Regions from separate parts of the Macaca mulatta genome. Here region 2 is linked to region 1. Evidence: chromatin contacts called from public Hi-C data. All regions are on one chromosome and are shown on one strand. The core of a region is the stretch at or near the end of the contact, and the rest is flanking DNA. Distances in the headings are between cores, read along the strand shown.

What was found. A called contact is a pair of places that touch in the nucleus more often than the background predicts.
Region 2: a contact with region 1 is called in a Hi-C map of fetal cortical plate, with 1.9 times the contacts expected there. The contact joins the promoter of LOC701808 here to the promoter of RPL24 in region 1. A contact is called at or near these places in 2 of 14 Hi-C or Micro-C datasets (fetal cortex germinal zone and fetal cortical plate).

The regions. Positions count from the first base shown.
Region 1 is chr2:181,904,516-181,911,900 of T2T-MMU8v2.0, forward strand. RPL24 (ribosomal protein L24) reads left to right here and starts at 4,385. Exons shown (of 6, transcript NM_001265968.1): 1 at 4,385-4,427; 2 at 4,542-4,617; 3 at 5,176-5,286. The coding sequence starts at 4,423. It overlaps LOC114676448 (a long non-coding RNA gene), which reads right to left and starts at 3,947. Exons shown (of 3, transcript XR_003727505.2): 1 at 3,715-3,947.
Region 2 is chr2:182,072,561-182,080,223 of T2T-MMU8v2.0, forward strand. It overlaps LOC701808 (putative protein ARB2BP), which reads right to left and starts at 1,959. Exons shown (of 2, transcript XM_015129067.3): 1 at 1,857-1,959. The coding sequence starts at 1,959. SENP7 (SUMO specific peptidase 7) reads left to right here and starts at 1,997. Exons shown (of 22, transcript XM_077993995.1): 1 at 1,997-2,102. The coding sequence starts at 2,063.

The DNA.
Region 1 (7,385 bases), core at 3,135-5,634:
AGTCTCCTGAGTAGCTGGGATTATAGGTGCCTGTCACTATGCCCAGCTATCCTGATTCTTTTTTTGATGACTTACTCTAGGCACCATTTCTAGGGGTGGTAGACACAGAAACATACTATCCAGATCCCCCTTCAAGCAAGGGCTTGCTGCCTCACAGTGGGCAGCATGGGCAGCAGCATCCTCCAGCTATCAGTAGGGCCTGGCTCAGCTGCTGAGTACCCCCTCACTTGAAGTCGTGACCTCCCTGGGGCAGCCCCCATGTGGTGACTGAGTAAGGCAGAAGTATAAAGAGGCTTCACCATTTAGCCCAACACAGAACACTCCAACAAACAATAATTGTTCCATAGCTCCTGGCAGGGTTGACTGAGGTTTATTGATTGATTGATTGATTGCAGTGGCACAATCATAGCTCACTTCAGCCTCAAACTCCTGTGCTCAAGCAATCCTCCCGCCTCGGCCTCCCAAAGTGCTGGAATTACAGGCATAAGCCAGCATACATGGCCTGACTGAGGTTTAGTTGGGTCTATAACGTATACGACTTCTTTCTCTGCCTAACACTGTTCTCTCCCCCATCCTTTCACAAGACTTGATCTGTAACAAATATCTTGAACCCCAAAGTCAGTCTCAGTAACTGTTTCCACAGAAGCCAGCTTGTGACAGTAGGTGACATTATCCCACATAGTCTGTCACCATAAGTTCATTACTACTAAAATATATCCTTGGCTGGGCATGGTAGCTCACGCTTGTAATCCCACCACTTTGGAAGGCTGAGGTAGGCTGCTCACTTGAGTCCAGTTCAAGACCTGCCTGGGCAACATGGTGAAACCCCATCTCCACTAAAAATACAAAAAATTAGCTGGCCATGGTGGCAGACGCCTACAGTCCCAGCTATTCACGGGGCTGAGATGGGATGATCACTTGAGCCCAGGAGGTAGAGACTGCAGTGAACCCTGATCGTGCCACTGCACTTCAGCCTGGAGCCAAAGTGAGACCCTATCTCAAAAAAATAAAAAATAAAAAATAAAATAAATCATATTACAAACACTCTTCTGAACATGTTTAACTTCCCACTACACAGTTGTACCTTAATATCCCTATCAGCATGTTGAACCCAGCCTTTTCAAAATTAACCCTTTCAGGCTGGGTGCAGCGGTTCATGCCTGTAATCCCAGCACTTTGGGAGGCCGAGGCAGGTGGATCACCTGAGGTCAGGAGTTCGAGAGCAGCCTGACCAACATAGAAAAACCCCATCTCTACTAAAAATACAAAATTAGCTGGGCGTGGTGGAGCATGCCTGTAATCCCAGCTACTTGGGAGGCTGAGGCAGGAGAATCACTTGAACCCAGGAGGCAGAAATTGTGGTGAGCCAAGATCATGCCATTGCACTCCAGCCTGGGCAACAAGTCTCAAAAAAAAAAAAAAAAAAAAATTTACCCTTTTCCTGACAAACCTACTTCCTTCCTCTTATCTATCCTCTCTTGACAAATGATACCACCATTCACCAAGTCCCCATTGTCAGTTTTTCCTTACCTCCTATATTACCTATTTCTATGTTAACAAATTACTCCCCAAAATATAGCTTAAAACAACAAACATTTATAATCTAACAGCTTCCATGGGTTAGGAATTCAAGAGTGGTTTAGATGAGTGGAACTTGGAAGAGCAAGGAACAGGTTCTCCCTTAGATCCTTGATCCTGAAGGCACACAGGTACCTTGATTTCAGCCTAGTGATACTAATTTTGAACTTACTGCCTCCAAAACTGTGAGAAAAAATGTACCTGTGTTGTTACCAAGTCCATAGTAATTTGTTACAGCAACTACAGAAAACTAATATAGCAGGGAAATATGTACAAATGGGTGAAGAAACTGTGAAGGGAAGCATACACTGTTCTTAGAGGGACAGAGGCTGAAAAGGGCACCAAGTTTGATTCAGTATTGCTCCATAAATGAATAAAAAGAGAACAGAGTGTAGCTAAACCTTTTGCCTATGATAAAAGAGAAAGCATGGATAAAGTCAGCAATAATTTATGTAGTGTCAGAAGCTCTACTTTATGACACTGTATAATATAAATTCATTTAAGGGTCTCTCTCTGCAAAATTTCTCCCTATTCTAAGAGCATTTTGAGCACAATTTGTTCGTTATGGGAGTGTGTTACAAGGAACCCTGGCATACCAACTCAAGAAGGCCCTCCAGTAAAGAGTAAAATACTGCCAAAATCCCTAAGGCCCAGTTTCCTGCATTTCTTCCACAGAACCAGTCAGGCCAAACGTAATTTCAAAGAACAATAAAACAAAATCTTTCTAAAATATTGTGAAGGGACTATAAATTCTGAGGTTCTGTGGAGCAAAAAGGACTGCATTCCTTCAGATGGATCTTGGTTCCACTGGCTACCTAAACTCAGCTGTGCCTTGGATCTTGTAGAAGCCAGGACTATTTCCGAAAGATGTTTTGTTTGGGGTTTGTTGTTGTTGTTTGTTTGTTTTGAGAAGGAGTCTCGCTCTGTCGCCCTGGCTGGAGTGCAGTGGTGTGATCTCGGCTCACTGCAACCTCCGCTTCCGGGGTTCAAGCGATTCTCCTGACTCACCAAAGTGCTGGGATTACAGGCCTGAGCCGCTGTGCCCGACCTCCCTTTTTTTTTTTTTTTTTTTTTTTTTTTTGAGATAGAGTTTTGCTCTTCTTGCCCAGGCCGGAGTGCAGTGGCGCGATCTTGGCTAAATGCAACCTCAGCCTCCCCGGTTCAAGTGAGTCTCCTGCCTCAACCTCCCAAGGAGCTGGGATTACAGGCACACGCCACCACGCCCGGCTAATTTTTGTATTTTTAGTAGAGACGGGGTTTCACCATTTTGGCCAGGCTGGTCTGGAACTCCTGACCCCAGGTGATCCACTCACCTCGGTCTCCCAAAGCACCGGGATTACAGGCGTGAGTCGCCGCATCTGGCCACCTAACTCATTCTTAACACTGGTTTCAGGCAGGGCGCGCATGGCGGCGGGTGCCTGTAATCCCAGCTACTCGGGAGTCTGAGGCAGGAGAATCGTTTGAACCCGGTGGACGGAGTTTGCAGTGAGCTGAGACCACGCCACTTCACTCCAGCCTGGGTGAAAGAGCGAAACTCCGTCTCAAGAAAAAAAAACAAAAAAGACTGGCTCCAACACATTTGTACAGTTTGCGTAACATTAGTCAGCCAACTTGTTAGACATTTCAAATCTCTTCAACCAGCTATCTTACAAAACCTTTTTAGCGTGACTTGCATACATAGACAGCAGAAATCAATCATTACATTTGTTTCCTAGTCATATACTGCAGCCTCCCACAGAATTCAAGAATTGCCTCTGGCCATTCCTTGTCATACGATGAAATATGTAACAGATTGAGCCCTTGGCCTCCAAGCGGGGCTCCACCGACCCCCTCAGCTTCACTAGACACCAGCTCCGAATTGTAGTTCTTAGGCGGGTACTTAATAGGAATTCTGGAAACTGAATGAGCTCATGTTTGCAAAGCCTTTGGCGTAATTCCCGGCACAGAGAAAGCGCTCAATGAATGTTAATTATAATTAATGCAAAGCGCCAACGTGCACTGTTTGATTCGCACAGCCTGGGAAACAGTTCGGTTGTCATTACTTTCTTATGGTTAAATTATTCAAATGGTTAAACTATTAATTTGTTTGGTTGAGGAAATGGGCCAACAGGGAAGGCAAAACGTGACTTGTTTTACCTGCGGGGCATTCGTCTTTGGATCTCTTTATGATAAGATACAGGACACCTTTCTCTTCAGTTCACATTCCCTGCAGCCGTAAGATGGCTCTAGAATACTCGGCAGTAAGACAGAATGGGCCGGGCGCGGTGGCTCACGCCTGTAATCCCAGCACTTTGGGAAGCCGAGGAGGGGGGATCACCTGAGGTCAGGAGTTCGAGACCAGCCTGACCAACATGGAGAAACCACGTCTCTACTAAAAATACAAAATTAGCCGGGCGTGGTGGCACATGCCAATCCCAGCTACTAGGGAGGCTGGGGCAGGAGAATCGCTTGAACCTGGGAGGCGGAGGTTGCGGTGAGCCGAGATCGCGCCATTGCACTCCAGCCTGGACAATAAGAGCGAAACTCCGTCTCAAAAAAAAAAACAAAAAAACGGAGAGATAGAATGACTCAGATACCAACTGTCTGACTGCCCTTTTTGGCAGGCCCTCTGAGCCCGAGAATCCTCCAGCAGCCTCTGGAAGAATTCCGCCAGAGGAAGTCAGTTGTCACGGAAAACGAGATCTTCCGCCTCGCGATGATACGTCATCAAGGAGCGCCCGGAATATCGAAGGATTTTGGGGGAGGAGATTTCCGGCCCCCAGCCCCTCCACGACCTTATAAGGTCTCTTCCCATGATTCTCTCTTTCTCTTCGCCATCTCTTCTTTTCCCGTGAATCCGTCGCCATGAAGTAAGCACGACCCGTGGTTCCCAATCCGCTTACATCCTCGGGCAGAACGCCTCTCTGTCGTCCCTGGCATGGCTGTAGACACCCTCCCTGATGGACTTTCACTTTTTGTTGCAGGGTGGAGCTGTGCAGTTTTAGCGGGTACAAGATCTACCCCGGACACGGGAGGCGCTACGCCAGGACCGACGGGAAGGTAAAAAGCCGCGTCGGCTTAACCTAGCTTCTTGTACTCCGAGGAGGAAAGGCTGGTCTAATTCGGTTTAGACGGGTTCATTCCCCACATCACCATTGACCTCTGGAACGCTTCGTGGACGCCCTGTGGACTGGTCGTTAGGACCAGACACCTCTAAGTGAACCAGCGTTGATTACTTACTGTGAGCCAGGTCGGACGTCAGGAGGGGTTTATGTAACTGATGTCCCTGTGTAAGGGAAATAACTGAGGTACCGAGATAATTGGTAGTTTCCCCTTGGAATCCCGGGATGGACAAGAGCAGAATGCTTCCCAGAAGGATGCACCACCCTGTCGTTTGCTATGAGTTTAGATTTCCTGCTCTCGAGAAAAGATTAAACGCAAGGACCTTCATAGTGTCGCGCAGTTACCTGCCAGTTACGTGACAGCCTTTTGGTTCTTGTGGGCTTCAGTTTTGTAAAATAAGCCAGAACTAGCATGTTGATCTTCTAAGGATTCCAAGCTCATTCAGCCTCTTGTATTTTGTATAAATAGGTAATTCCTTTGAATTTGTCACTCCAGGTTTTCCAGTTTCTTAATGCAAAATGCGAGTCGGCGTTCCTTTCCAAGAGGAATCCTCGGCAGATAAACTGGACTGTCCTCTACAGAAGGAAGCACAAAAAGGGTCAGTCGGTAAGTGGAATACGCCTTGATATTGGGAGCTATCTCTTAAGTTGTCTGAGTTCTCTGAACGTTGGTTTTCTGCTCTGTAAAGTTAAATCAGACTGTATGCGAAAGAGTTCTTAAACTGTAAAGCATCAGCGAAATGCAAAAGATATTATAAACTGTCTCTATACATCTTAGGCTAGCAGCAACACCAAGTTGAAATTTTAAAGTCAGATAAATTACGTTAAGCACATTTGGGTTATAGGGCAGGGTGGAAAGGCTTAGTTTTCCAGTGGGAGGAAATTGAGAACTTAACATAATTTGGTGTTGATTGGAGTATTTACAGGATTAGTCCTAACGTAGCCAGTCCACCATACTGGTTCATTCTCAAGACAGTGGTTTTTCTGGTCCTTGTTAAGTGTCCTTTTAGCTGGGTTATACATGAGAACAAGTTTGAGTGCCATGGTGGGACTAGTATTCAGTAGGCTTGGGAATACTTAGCACCTTCTGTATGAAGGACTTTTCTAGGTATTGTGAGAAATAAATGCCATCAGACATAAAATATGTTGAAAGTTCAGAGGAAGGAGAAACTTAAAAGTGGATATGACACACCTGTTAGGGTGACTATTAAGAAAAAACAAAACAGGAATTACAGGTGTTGATGAGGATGGGGAGAAATTGGAACCTTTGTGCATTGCTAAATATGTGGCAGCTGTGAAAAACCGTTTGGTGCTTTATCAAAAGGGTAAACATAATTATCCCAGCAGTTCCACTTGTAAGTTATACCCCAAAACAGTTGAAAGCGGGGACTCATAACTTGTACATCATTGTCATAGCAAATCCGGGGTTGGTGGCAGCGGCTGTACTCTAGCTGCTCCCGAGGCCAAGGTGGGAGGATTGTTTGAGGCAACATAGGAGACCTTTTTAAAAAAAAAAAAAAAGTTATTTAGATGGATAATGGTGATAGCTACACAGCGCTATGAATGTACCTAAGGCCACTATACTTTTTTATTGAGACGGGTTCTCTGTTGCCCAGGCTGGAGAGCAGTGGCAGGATCACAGCTCACTCTACCTCAACCTGGGCTTAAGTGATCCTCCCACCTCAGCCTACCCAGTGGTCCACAGGCACATGCCACCATGGCCCAGCTATTCTTTAAATATATTTTGAGGAGACAGAAATCTTTGCGATGTTGCCCAGTTTTGTCTCAAATTCTTGGGCTCAAGTAATCCTCCTGCCTTGGCCGCCAAAAGTACTGGCATTACAGGTGCGAGCCATCCTGCACGGCTAAATTATACCTTAAGTTAAAATGAAGCCGGGCATGGTGGCTGACATGCCTGTAATCCCAGCACTTTGGGAGGCCGAGACAGGCGGATCACGAGGTCAGGAGTTCAAGACCAGCCTGGCCCACAGAGTGAAACCCCATCTCTACTAAAAATAGCAAAAAAAATTAACCGGGTGTGGTGGCAGGCACCTGTAGTCCCAGCTACTTGGGAGGCTGAGGCAGGAGAATAGTTTGAACCCAGGAGGCAGAGGTTGCAGTGAGCTGGGATTGCGCCACTGCACTCCAGCCTGGATGATGAAGTGAGGCTCTGTCTCAAAAAAAGAAAAAAAAGTTAAAATGGGCCTAATGCAGTGCCTCACGCCTGTAATTCCAGCACTTTGGGAGGCCCAGGCAAGAGGATCCCTTGAGCTTGAGCCCAGGAGTTTGAAACCAACCTGGGCAATGTAGTAGCGAAGACCCAGTTTCTATTTAAAAAAATAGAAAACAGGCCGGGGATGATGGCTCATGCCTGTAATTCTAGCACTTGGGGAGGCCGAGGCGGACGGATTGCCTGAGCTCAGGAGGTCGAGACCAGCCTAGGCAACATGGTGAAACCTGGTTTCTACTAAAAATACAAAAATTAGCCAGGTGTGGTGGCAGGTGCCTGTGATCCCAGCTACTTGGGAGGCTGAGGCAGAATTGCTTGAACCCCGGAGGTGGAGGCTGCAGTGAGCCAAGATCATGCCACTGCACTTCAGCCTGGGCAACAGAGCAAGGCTTGGTCTTTTTTTTTTTTTTTTTTAAAAAAAAAAAAAAAAAGGTTAAAATTGTCAACTTTACATTTTTACCACAATAAGAAAAATG
Region 2 (7,663 bases), core at 709-3,208, 170 kb after region 1:
CTCCCTAGGAAACAAAAGAGCTGTATTTAATCCACCAGAGGCAAGGACATATAGAAAAAATAATATCAGAGATAGGAAAAAAGAAAAGCAGATGTCACTAAGTGTTGGTTTTTACCAAATTGGAGTATGTAACAGAATTGTCTGGGAAGTTTATTTTTTATTTTTATTTTTGAGGTAGGGTATCTGTGTGTCGTCCAGGCGGGAGTACCATGTAGTGATCATAGCTCACTGCAGCTTCAAAGTCGTGGACTCAAATAATCCTTAAATCTCATCTTCCCCAGTAGCCGGGACTATAGGTGTGCTCCACCATGCCCGGGTAATTTTTGTTGTTTTTTCTGGAGACAGTCTTGCTTTGTCGCCCAGGCTGGGGCCTGATCAAGGCTCACTGCAACTTCAACCCCATAAGTGATCTTCCTGCCTTAGCCTCTTGAGTAGCTGGGACTGCAGGCATGCTGGCCACCATGCGTGGCTAGTTTTTAAATTTTTTTGTAGAGAGGAGGTCTCACTATATTGCCCAGGCTCATATCAAACTCCTGGGCTCAAGTGATGCGCCCGCCTAGGGTGAGTCATGACATCTGGCCTGTATATTTTTGTGGAGAGGGGGGTCTTGCTTTGTTGCCCAGGATGGTCTTGAATGTCTGGGCTCAAGCTATTCTGCCTCAGCCTCCTAAAGTGCTGGGATTACAGACGTGAGCCACTGTGCCCGGCCCAGCTTGACTTCTGAGTCAGTTAAGTTCTTTGGTTAAAAAAATTAGTTTGTGAGGAAACTGAACATTCAATTATTATTCAGAAAGCAATGTTTTTGTTAAACAGAAATTAACCAAATAAACCAACAAAATGAAATCCTTACAGTGAACCTCAATCCCAGCAAGACTTAAAGTGTATCTGCCTTGCGGTCATTACTGCCATGTAGAACACTTCCCCAAGCCCAACACCCCACAACACCTGTGGCCTCACCTCTACCTGGGGACTGACCATATTATAATTAGGAAGGCTTGACTCATGAAGAAGGGGACTGCTTTAGTGGACGAGTTGGGCCGATCCCTTTATTGACTCCATTAGGATGGGAGATGGGGGTTGGAGGGATAGGGGTGAGAGGTATAAAGGGCCGGCTTGGGAATCAAACCCGATTGATTTCCAGAGTCCCTTTGGGCTTGGATCATGCCAGAAACATTTTCCCTGCTTAGAGCACTGTGCTGAATTTTGTTAAACTTGTGATTAAATCGTCATGAAAGCTTACACGTTCATTTAAAAATTATTCAGATATGCACCATTAGGGATCAGGCTAATAGTACCAGACCTTTAGTTCATTGATGACCGGTCTAGTCCCTTAAGTATCGTGGTAAATGTTAATTGAACAAATTCCAGTGTATAGCCACCCACTTTTTGTCATCTCAGTATTTCAGTTATTGAAAAATTAAGTTCTAGCTTTTACGGAACTTTAAAAATCACGAGTTTTAATTTTAAAAAGAAATTCTCTCTAAGACATTTTTCCTCGTCAGCCTACTTATTTTCAGTGCAAATGCTAAACTAATAGCTAGGCTATTATTAGGTGATTTTGCCATCTTAAAATCTTTTGGTTTCTGAGTTCGAGGAAGGGCGTTTGGGGCAAATATGTAAGAGAGGCTGTCAGGAACGTAATACTGCAAACACTAACGTTTTGTTTTCATAGTTGTTTGGCCACCTCGCGAGATCCAGTGAACCGGAGGAGTTCCTGTTTTCCCCTTTTAATTGTTGTCAATCTAATCTTCAAAGTCAACAAAGCTAAAATCAAGCACCCAGATGGTTCACTTCCCCAGAGGGGATCAGATCATGAAATAAACCCCACGAAAAAAACGCTGGAGGAGACAGCCCACAGAGAAAAGTCCCAGGAAATGATTTCCGGTTGATGGTGGGAGGGGCAGCTGATTTCCGGTCGAAGGGCAGGCGACGGCTCTTGCGCAAGCGCGCTTCGCACATTGCTGGCTTTTTTTTTTTTTCTTTCCCCTCCCCCTCCCTCTCCCAAGCCGGAGGGGTCCTGAGGTGACAGCGCCTGCAACTGAAATTTCAGCAGCGGGAGAAGATGGACAAGAGAAAGCTCGGGCGACGGCCATCTTCATCCGGTGAGAAAGGGTCGGAGGAGGGTTAAGCATATTGTCTCCTACCCGGGGCAGACGGGAGGCGCTGGCGGCAGCTGGGGTTGCGGCCCGAAGCCGCGAGGGCGAGGGCGGGGGCGGGGAGAGGAGGGGGCGCGCACAATGGAAGGCTCCCGGGTCGTCCCCGCCCCTCGAGTCGAAGACCGGGTCCGAGCTGTCATCGAAGCCTCGGGCGCTCTTCACCTCAAAACCCCTTTTATTTTTTCCCTCCTCCCGCGAACACTCTCCTTGCGTCTCATCGGACCATGGATCTTCCCGGTTGGCTTGCCACTCTCTGCCACGCCTTCCTCGTAATTCCACCAATGTTCCAATTTCATTTCGGTGTCTCAGCGCCTGACCCCACTTTCCTCTCTTCCTTTGCTTCTCGACTTTGCGTCCCTTCCCCTCTCCCTCCTCTTTCCCTCAGCAGGTAGCTGCTGCTGGGGAGGAAAGGTGGGGCTTGCGAACGGAGACTCCTTTTCTTTGATACAATGCCTCGCTGGGTCTTGTTCTGCTGAACAGGCCCGCCTAATAGCCTTTTTCTTTTCCAGCCTCCCCTGCGTCTTCCAAAAGTGATTGGAAAATCAAACAAAGGATATGAAGCCGTGCTTTCGTTGTGTTTTTATTTTCAGCATATTTTTGTTTTGGAAATTATTTTGTTTTAAATGACTATCTTCAGTTTTGTGTACAACGTCTTGGAAACAAGAAGGTGGAGTTATAAAGACGTGAGGTAGAGTTCCTCCCAGTCGAGAAGTTTTTGTCAAACATTTCATCCATTAAGGGGTCCTCAAGTCCTTGTGTTAAGTCCTACGGGTGGTAGGAGGAGAGGACGAGGACTCACATGCTTACAGTCCACAAACGAACGCCCAATGAATCAATTTCATTTCATTTTTCTGTTTCTTATGGTACCGTTGATTTCTGCAGAAACATTGTTGACAATTCCAAATTTATTTAGGAGTGCCCTGTGGCAGTGCATCTCAAACTTCTTTCAGCCTTAATTGCAAAGGAGAGTGATTATGGATCTCTGGGGACACTACTTGAAGCAGTTGAAAACCTGAAATCCCTTTTCATATGCAACCAGTGTTAGCGATTTTGGTGTGTATTCTGGAGATAGTAGTTTTCTCCTTTGAAAGCACATGTATAAATGATATATGTGTATATTTATACATACATGTAGGTATATGCCTTCAACTGATGTTTAATAGTCTCCACCCCGCACCAAACCTCTAAGTAAAATGGACACATTAGGAAAATGCACAGCGCTTAGCTGGCGTCATTTGCGTGCTTCCTAACACAGAACTCTAGGTATAATCCTATCTTCCTTTGAGATGCACAGCTTTTTAAAAATAAATGCATTTCATCTAGGTTTAATACATTTTTGGGGAGGGAAGGTAAGATATTTGCCTTGTACTTCAACAAGTCACATTCCCCTTTACCTGATTACACTTAGATTTATTTATTTGTCACAGTAACTTGATGTAAGTAGTTGTGGGAAGTGGATTTTGATAATAAAGCTGTTTATCCTTAAAAGACATTGATATTTATGTTAGTTATATGTCTGGAGAGCGTTTTCTTTTTCTCATGATCTCTCTTTTGGAGCTGTCCTTTCTGAAAAATAAGTATAATAAAATCCATACCCAAATCTAATGTTACCTAGCCGTTCTCCAGTATGCCACTAATTTTAAGATGTGCACAAATTAATTTTTAAGTATGCTTCCGCTTTTCTTAATAGTGTATATTTAATTTCCTGATATAAATTCTCAGAAATAAAACACGATCAGCTGGTTGAAAGATTCCGTGTAATGGTTGTATGCATGCAGTTGCCATTTCATTATAAATTGTTGCTAATTGGAACCCAAATGAAGTGACTTTTTTTTTTTTTTTTTTTTTTTGAGACCGGAGTCTCACTCTGTTGACCAGGCTGGAGCTCAGTGGCGCAGTCTTGGCTCACTACAACCTCCGCCTCTGGGGTTCAAGCGATTCTCCTGCCTCAGCCTCCCTAGTAGCTGGGATTACAGGTACCCGTCACTATGCCTGGTTAATTTTTATACTTTTAGTAGAGATGGGGTTTCACCATGTTGGCCAGGCTGGTCTCGAACTCCTGACCTCAGGTGATCCACCCGCCTCAGCCTCCCAAAGTGCTGGAATTACAGGCGTGAGCCACCGTACCCGGCCATGACGTGACATTTATAGTCATCAAAGTTTCCTAAATACACAGAAGAGTTTGATTAATAAAACAGGAAGAAGAGGTAGAAGGAGGATGGGTAGCAGTAGAAAGATAAAATAAAACACAAAATTTGAAAGTTTTGTCTGTGAGACGACATTAGGCTGCCCTAAACTATCTCCTAAACAAGGAAGAACTGTAAAATGTTCACAATGTACTGCTCAAAACTTTTTCAGTTGCAAGTAGCAGAAACCCAATTCCAGCTGGTTTAGGCTAAACACATGTATTTGTGACTCACATAACTGATAACTATAACATTAAAAGCAGTATATTACATGGTGATACACATTAGAAGATGGCTGGCATCAGAGACAGGTTCACTGAAGTTGAATGATAAAGTGTGTGGGAGTAAGGGAGAATGACTATTAAAAGTGTTAACAAAAATATAGCACAGATAAATTAGAATCATAGACTGCAATTTTCAAATGAATTTTTTGAATCAAGATAGGAAATGTCAAGTAAATTTGAACCAACTTTCAACTGATTGCTTCAGGCAACATTCTTGGAGACCTGTGTCACTCTCATTTGCAGTTAAGGATACATATGTTCTTTAAGTACTTAGGCACTAGACACTGTGCTAAGAACTTTGGAAACTTCAGTATTTTCAAAAGCCTTATAAAGTAATTGTTTTTCATTTACAGATGAGAGAACTGGAATTTAGGGGCAGGATAAAGATTAGTAATAGCTACTAAGAAACAAGATTCAAAATGTGGTCTCTAATTATAAGATCTATAGTTTTAACTTCATTTACTGCTACTAGTGTCCCTGATGGTATAACTGTCTTAAATCTTTCAGTAGGTTCAGGTGATGTTTACTTTGCATTGAAAGTGTAATGAATGATAATTGAAGCTCAGGATGAGAACTTACAATTAGTTATGATAAAGCTGCATTATTTGCAGAGATCTTAGTTGAAGTCATTGGAATGAATGGAATTGCCCACAAAAATAATATAGAGTAAGGAAGGTCTTAAATCACATACAACTAATTTCAAAGTAGGTAGGAAGAGATACTACTAACCAGTTAGGTAGATTAGGAATGTGACAGGTTTGGGAAGATAGGGAGGAGAGTAAAAAAGAAATGTTAGCATTTCAGAGAGTTAAAAGTAGCATGAGGGTGCTGGATTTGGCAATTAGGAGGCCACTTTTACTGATGGTAAGAGTGGTTAGTAGACTAGTAGACAAAAGTCAAATTTCAAAAGGCTAGACGAATGATGGCGGTGAGGAAATGGGGCAGCAAAAGTAAGCTGAGAAAATGAGATGGGAAGGAAAGATTTCTAGAACAAGCTTGAGTAGGAAATTAGGTAGAAAGGCTTGTTTTTTCTTAAGATTGTGAGAGACTTAAATCAGGTTGGTAGGGAGCAGGAAAGGGGTAGAGAGGGAAAGATTGAATGTATATCAGGTAGGAGATAATGGAGTGAGGTCCTGGAAGAAATGGGAGAGATGGATGGCGTCAAAGAACAGTTTGATGAGACATAGGGAAAGGAGAAAAGATGGATAAAGATATAGACATATCTTGGGACTAAAGATACTGCAGTTATGGCTTCTAAATGAAATAGTAAGGTAATCTTTAGAGAAAGGGGCTTTTAAATGGTACTGGGAATGCAAGACAGGTCAATTAGGGATGAATACATATTAAGTACTCTTGCAGTCTTAGTTAAAACAAGTGTGAGTTTTATAGTAGTTGGAGCTCCAAATACTTTGTGACTTAGTAGTGCCAAGCAGTACAGAAGCAAGAGTTTGCAAAAAAAAATGAGTTTAATTTTACTTAGAATTAAAGGGTGTGGCAAGATGTAAGGGCAAAGAGTGGATTTAGTGGGAGTGAGGAAGACGGTATATAGAATGAAAGGCTTGCATTTGAGAACTTGAGAGTTTTCCTTAAAGGCATTCTTGAATGCATATTGCTGAAATGGAGATATTTAGAAGTTTGTACCATTAAATGAAGATGATTCCATTGTTTTGAGTGAGTTGGTTAATGGATGTTTTAGTGCTTCAGAATGATGGTGAATTTTGATCATACTTAAACTATGAACCAAGAATCAGTATTCTAGACATGGAGAGGATCTTGGGTCAGTAGATGGCAGTCATAAATATGGGCAAGGGAATATATCAATGTTTTTATTTTTGAGATGGAGTCTCCAGGCTGGAGTGCAGTGACGTGATCTCAGCTCACTGTAACTTCTGCCCCCTGGGTTCAAGCGATTCTCCTGCCTCAGCCTCCTGAGTAGCTGGGACTACAGGTGCTGGGACTACAGGTGCATGCCACCATGGCCAGGTAATTTTTGTATTTTTAGTAAAGACGGGGTTTCACCATGTTGGCCAGGATGGTCTCAATCTCTTGACATCGTGATCCACCCGCCTTGGCCTCCCGAAGTGCTGGGATTACAGGTGTGAGCCACTGTGCCCAGCCGGGAATGTCTCCAATTTATGTCAATTTTAAAGGAGGAATTATTGCAATAAAGTTAGAATATTAATGGGAGATGGTGGTGGTGGGGAAGAAAATTTTTTTTTTGTCTCCCCCCTACAGGAAACAATAGAGATTGTTAATCTCTACTTCTGTTTTATAAGTAGGAGAGTTTTAACAAAGTAATATAGCTAATAAAAAGCTAGGATTTAGTTAACCTAAGGTGGAGGAGAAGTTCAAAGAAAATATTCAAAATTTAAGGAAACTGTATTGACTTTGGAAAAGAATTTAGTAAACTGGGGAAGAGTTGGAGAAGATGTAGATGAGGGGGTAGAATTGAATTATATGAGGTGTGATAATAAGAAGGTGATAGGCTATAGAGATTGACATCTTGGTGGTGATTCCTAGGCCTGATGATGGAAGGCAGAGGATTGAAAAGTAAATTAAGGGGGCATGGTAACACAGAGAATGGGTTATGAATAAGATTGAGTAGCTCCAAAGATCCAGACTAGAATTCTGTTATAATGCCTTCCTGATGAATAACTTTCATTTGGGTTTTCAGTAGTTTATGAATCTGGCTGATGTGGGCTGCTTCATCCTAGTTTGTGTGTGCTTGTATTCGTAAATCACCCTTGGGTTGTTCCTGGCTCCACCCATTTCTGCCTGTCTAAACTTTATTCTTCAAAGCCCAGTTCTTTTTTTTTTGAAATGGGATCTTGCTCTGTTGCCTAGGCTTGAGTACAGTGGCATGATCATAGCTCCCTGCAGCCTTGAACTCCTGGGCTCAAGTTATCCTCCTACCTCAGCCTGCCGAGTAGCTAGGACTGTAGGCACACACTATCACGCCTGGCTATTTAAAAAAAAAAAACAAAACTTAGTTTTTGTAGAGATGGGGTCTCACTGTGTTACCCGGGCTGGTCTTGAA